Linked DNA regions of Ovis aries: region 1 is linked to region 2. Evidence: chromatin contacts called from public Hi-C data. All regions are on one chromosome and are shown on one strand. The core of a region is the stretch at or near the end of the contact, and the rest is flanking DNA. Distances in the headings are between cores, read along the strand shown. Region 1 holds the start of PDXP (pyridoxal phosphatase). Region 2 has its middle 12 kb from the start of CDC42EP1.

Region 1 (2,700 bases), core at 128-2,627, 83 kb after region 2:
GGGAGCAAGGATGAACCTGTCCTCAAACATTCCCTGACATGCTCTGTGCCAGACTCTAGGCGAGGTCCCAACTCAGCCCAATGCCCAGGGAGAAGGGCAGGAGAACTGACAATTAGAATCATGTATCATGGGAGTTTCCTGGTCCAGTGGCTAGGACTCCGATTTCACTGCCAAGGATGCAGGTTCAATCCCTGACTGGGGAACTAAGATCCTGCAAGCTGTGTGACAGGGAAAAGAAGAAAAATTAAGTGTCATGGCACCAGGAACCCATGAGAGCCCACTTAGGAGCAAGCCGTTTAACCCACTTCCTGGAGGGGGCAGTATTGGAGAGGCCAGTCTTTCCGGAGCTGGCCAGGTAGAGGAAGAAGGAAGAACATTCCAAGTGAAGGAGACCACCTATGCAAAGGTCAGGAGCAAAAGCCAGGCCAATGAGAAACAAAATATAAGCCCCAGAGGCTGAACGGTGTGCCTTTTCTCGGGTCTTTGAAGCTCCAGTTGCTCCTGGGGGTCAGACCAGTCTTCAGAGTCTTCTCAGAGGTTGGCAGACAACCTTAGAATTGTGGCACATTCCTCACCAAGTAGGGACCAAGCTGCCTCTAGCCCAGTGTCTCTCCATTCTGGCCTCACAGTAGAATCCCTGGGTGATTAAAAAACAAATCAAAAAAAGCCAGGGCTCACCCAAAGGAATTAAAATCAGAATTTCTGGGGCCCTATCACACGTTTTATAAGGCATCGAACTATACACTTAAGATCCACACATCTTACTGTATGTGAATTATATAATTTAAAAAAAATACGTTTCCTTGGGAACTCTACTGCGCAGACAGGGTGGAAAACCAAAGGTCCAGGCCAAGGGCTCCAGCGTCTGAGGGGACACCATGTGCCTCTCTCCCCAATCAACCACACTGCATCCCAGGACTTCTTCCCAGGGCTCCGCTCGGAACTGGAGCATCTAGGGTTAGGAAGGCAGTGAGAGTTGACCCGAAGATAACATCTCCTTTAGTATTTGTTTTCCTCCTAGCAACCATCTGTCTTAAGCTTGTGATTGGCTGGAGAACGAGGAACGGGCCTTATTTTTCCATTCGTAACTCCTTATTGGTCAAAAAGGTCAATCCCTCTCCCGGCAGGCGGCGAGTCGGAGCTGATGCTCTGCGGCTACTGGTCCAGAGGAGCTAAGAGGCGGGACGAAGGACCAGGCTAGGTCTTCATTGGTCCCCCTTCCCTTGGTGGCGCTCGAGATTCCGCCCTTTTCGCCAGGCTCGTGTAGCTCCCAGCCCCCCGACCGCTCCTCTCCGAGACTCTCCCTCCCATTGGCTGCAGATCAGGTCGTGGCCCCGCCCCCTGGCCCTTCTGGCGCGCCGATTGGCGGGTGCCCGCGACAAGCCTTCTGCGGGCGAGCGCGCTGTGCCCGCGGGAAGAGAGCGGGGCGGCTCCGGTGTTCGGGCAGCCAGCCGGCTGCATGGCGCGCTGCGAGCGGCTGCGCGGCGCGGCCCTGCGCGACGTGGTGGGCCGGGCGCAGGGGGTCCTGTTCGACTGCGACGGGGTGCTGTGGAACGGCGAGTGCGCAGTGCCGGGCGCCCCCGAGCTGCTGGAGAGACTGGCTCAGGCTGGCAAGGCGGCGCTCTTCGTGAGCAACAACAGCCGGCGCGCGCGGCCCGAGCTGGCCCTCCGCTTCGCACGTCTCGGCTTCGGGGGGCTGCGCTCCGAGCAGCTCTTCAGCTCCGCGCTGTGCGCCGCGCGCTTGCTGCGCCAGCGCCTGCTCGGACCTCCGGACACTCAGGGCGCGGTGTTCGTGCTGGGCGGTGAAGGGCTGCGGGCCGAGCTGCGCGCCGCCGGGCTGCGCCTGGCGGGGGACCCCAGCGAGGACCCGGGCGCGGCCCCGCGCGTGCGCGCCGTGCTTGTGGGCTACGACGAGCACTTCTCCTTCGCCAAGCTGAGCGAGGCCTGCGCGCACTTGCGCGACCCCGACTGCCTGCTGGTGGCCACCGACCGCGACCCGTGGCACCCGCTCAGCGACGGCAGCCGGACCCCCGGTGAGCGCGGGGAAACAGCTGGGGTGGGGGGCGGCGCTTTCAGCTCCATGCCTGGGGGTGAGGGCTGGGGAAGGGGCGTCTCCAGGCGATAGGAGGGGGACTGGAGGGATGTGCGGGCGGTTCCCACCCAGCAACAGCCCAGCATGTCTTCATGGCCACATCTGGTATTTCTTGCAGCTTTCTTGCAGCTGCCACCCTGTGAGGGGCAGAAGTGGGGTCCGGTTGGACAGATGAGGACACTGTGGCTCGGGGAGTCACAGGTGCAATCCAGGACCCCGACTCCCAACCCTAGCCTTCCTGAACCAGCCTCCATGACTCCTGTCATTTTCTCCACCCGCCATCGGAGTGAGGTGGGAGAGTTGGGGACAAAGCTTGCCCTCCCCCCCCCCCCCCCCGCCGAGGGTTGGAACAGGCGTTTCTGGCGGCAGATTGAAGGCAGGTGTGCGGAGAGAACGGGCGGTGGATGGAGTTTGACCTGAGTTCCCAGCTGCAGGGCTCTGTAATCTTGTTAAATTACATAACCGTGGAGCATTTCCTCTCTGGGGGTAAAATGGGAATACTAACCATGTCAGCTTTAGTTTCGCTGAGGAGAGAGTGATCAGGGCAAGCGCTTGCTCTGTAATAGGTGCTGAGATGATGTAAATTGTATCTGAGCCCTCTCCTGTTA
Region 2 (2,700 bases), core at 118-2,617:
AGTCTCCTGCATTGGCAGGCAGGTTCTTTACCACTGGCACCACCTAGGAGCTATGCTAAATTAATTCCATTCACCAACAGCCCTCTGATGCAGGTCCTCTCTTTAGCCCCATTTTATAGAGCCCAAAACTGAGGTCAGGGAAGTTAATAACTTGCCCAAGGTCACCACTGTGGGCAAGTGCCTAGATGCTCTGGCTCAGAGCAGGTCTATCAGGAACTGGAAAGTCTTCTGTCTTTTGGGGGCAGCTTTGCAGAGCTGAGGCCAGGGTTCCTGCCCCCGGCCCCAGCACTTTGCCCTCACCACATAACAACACTGAATCTATCTCAGTGGTTCCTTTGCCTGACTCCCTTCCACCTTCTGGCCTGGGGCAAAAGAGGGCGCTCCAGAGCCACAGAAAGTCCAGGCTTTGAGGCCCTGAAGACTGATCTCATCCCCCACCCCACCCATAATCGCCCCCGGCTCACTCTTCTGCACCTTTTTCCAGGTCCATCATGTGGCTAGCATTTCTCTGGAAATGTCATGCCTTTGATCAAGCTGTTTCCATGGCCAGGCACATCCTTCCTAATTTTAGGCTTCCGTGTAGAGAGGGTAGCCTCCTCCAGGAAGCCCTCCCTGACTGCCTTCTCTGGGTTAACTGGCTCCTGGGGCCCCCACTGCCCACTAGGGGATGGCTGCCTCCAGCACTAAGGACGTTGTGTCCTATAGGTCTGTCTCCAGGTTCTCTGAGCTAGAGAGTGGGATGTGGGGGAGGCGACGTAGAGGACAGGAGTCACTGACCTCCTTCTGGGTTTGGTGAGAGAAGAGGACAAGGTCAGGTCTCCCTCTGCCCAGCCTCTTCACTGGCCATGACCCTCAGGCCCTAGGTCAGTACCTCCTATTGGGCAACCACAGGTTGGATTGGCTGAGACTGCCTGGAGGTGAGGAGGGCAGGAGCTATTTGCTTCCTCACCCAGAACACTTTGGCCGGGCCCCACCTCTGTCTGCCCCCACTTTCAGCTCCTCGAACCTGGGGCTTTGAACTGAGGGTGATACTTCTTGAAGGTGTGAAGTGACATCTTGGTCTCATTTTTCTCAGGCTGGTCCCAAGCCCCCTGGGGGCCCTGCCCCATCCTCCCCACACGGAGGACTCAGGGGAAACAATGGTGCATGCAAGACGAAGCTGATGGAGTAACTGGCCCATCACCCCCACCCAGAGCCGGGCACTGAGGCCGCCAGAGCCTGGTCCAACCAGAGCCGAAGACCTGTGGCCCCGCCGGGGCGGGATGAGACCTAGCCTCCTTCGTCCCCAGCTCTTTCAAGCCCTCCCACCGTCAAAGCAGGGGAGGGCCTTGGAGATGGGGAGGAGAATGGGGTGGGGCATTCAGACAGGGAGGAGTGGGGCTGGGTCCTGGAGCCAGTGGTGCTTCCTGTGGACACTGGACACTCGACTCCCACATTCCTGGCTATTCCAAAGACGCAGTCCTCCTTCCTCTGGCCCTCCCCAGCAAGGCGGGGAGGGCAGTGCCTGGGTCTGAGCTGGCTGTTTGGGGGCCCCTGCAGGGAGAGACTTGGGATCTAGACTAGAGGGGCTGCCCGGGACGCCTGTCCAAGGCACCTCCCTGGGGGTCCTTCGGATTCTCATAAACAGGAAGTCCACCTCCCCCACCTCGCCTCCCTGTCGACAGGCCCCTGTGTATGCAGACACTGGACTCTGGAGGCCCAGTGGCCCTTGACCTCTCCGGCTGCTTCCTGTTAGCCTGGCCAGAGGAGAGAGAGGCAGACAGAAATGGCCTGAGATGGGGGAGAGGCCTGGGAGAGTGTGAGCGCAGAGGAGAAGAGCCCAGAGAGGCTGAAAAGAAGGAGGCCAGGACAGGCCTGGCACATAGTAGGCGCTCAATAAATCATCCGGCTTGAGGTTGGAGACGGAGGAGAGGGTAGCGCCGGGGAGAGCAACATGGCTGGGAGAAAGAGAGGCTGGAGGGTCTCAGCCCGCGGTCCCTGAGGCCTGGCACATAGTAGGCGCTCAGTCAACATCTGGGACGATGTTTAGGATAGGCGCAGAGGAAGTGTCCTTGGGAAGGCAGCACTGTTGGGGGGGGCAGGAAACAGTGGGCTCCCCTGGTCTGGCTGCTCCCTGTGGGTGGACAGCCCCCGAGAATTGGCATCCCATTGTCCCTGTCTACCCCCCACCCCGCCCCACTGCTGGCTGGGCCAGGCCACTGTCTCAAGGCCCTTTATTTTTAAAATCCCTGCGGTGTTCCCACCCCAGCCCGAAGGAGCAGTGCCAGCCACAGATCCGCCTGCGGCCTGGGCTTGGGGCCCAGAGGCGCCGGGGGTGGGGCTTCCGGCCACCCCACAGCTGCTGCTGCAATTCTGGGAGGGCTACGAGGCCAGGCCGGCTGGCCAGCCAGCCTGCGCCGGGTAAGGAGGCCCCTGGCATGCCCCGGACACTGGCCCAAAGGTGTTAGCCCAGGGGCCCGCTAGGGGAGCAGCCAGAGGTATACGCTGCATCCAGTGGCCTGGGCTTCCCAGGTGGCTCAGTGGTAAAGAACCTGCCTGCCAAGCGAGTTGGATCCCTGGGTCGGGAAGATCCCCTGGAGGAAGAAATGGCAACCCACTCCAGTACTCTTGCCTGGATAATTCCATGGACAGAGGAGCCTGGCGGGCTACAGCCCAGGGGGTGGAAGAATCAGACACGACTTAGCAACTAAACAATAGCAA

Evidence for each region. A called contact is a pair of places that touch in the nucleus more often than the background predicts.
Region 1: a Hi-C map of tail adipose tissue shows a contact between it and region 2, with 4 times the contacts expected there. The contact joins the promoter of PDXP here to the enhancer-like site in region 2. A contact is called at or near these places in 3 of 16 Hi-C or Micro-C datasets (blood, muscle and tail adipose tissue).

Annotation. Positions count from the first base shown.
Region 1 is chr3:215,327,931-215,330,630 of ARS-UI_Ramb_v3.0, forward strand. It overlaps PDXP (pyridoxal phosphatase), which reads left to right and starts at 1,378. Exons shown (of 2, transcript XM_004006978.5): 1 at 1,378-2,033. The coding sequence starts at 1,460.
Region 2 is chr3:215,245,159-215,247,858 of ARS-UI_Ramb_v3.0, forward strand. No RefSeq gene overlaps it. Among named protein-coding and RNA genes, the nearest start is that of CDC42EP1, 12 kb to the right of the region's middle. Within about 2 kb of position 1,368, at least 36 of the 54 cell types and tissues checked have an H3K27ac peak or open chromatin away from gene starts, as enhancers often do. A contact at or near this core is called in muscle and tail adipose tissue, where this site is marked.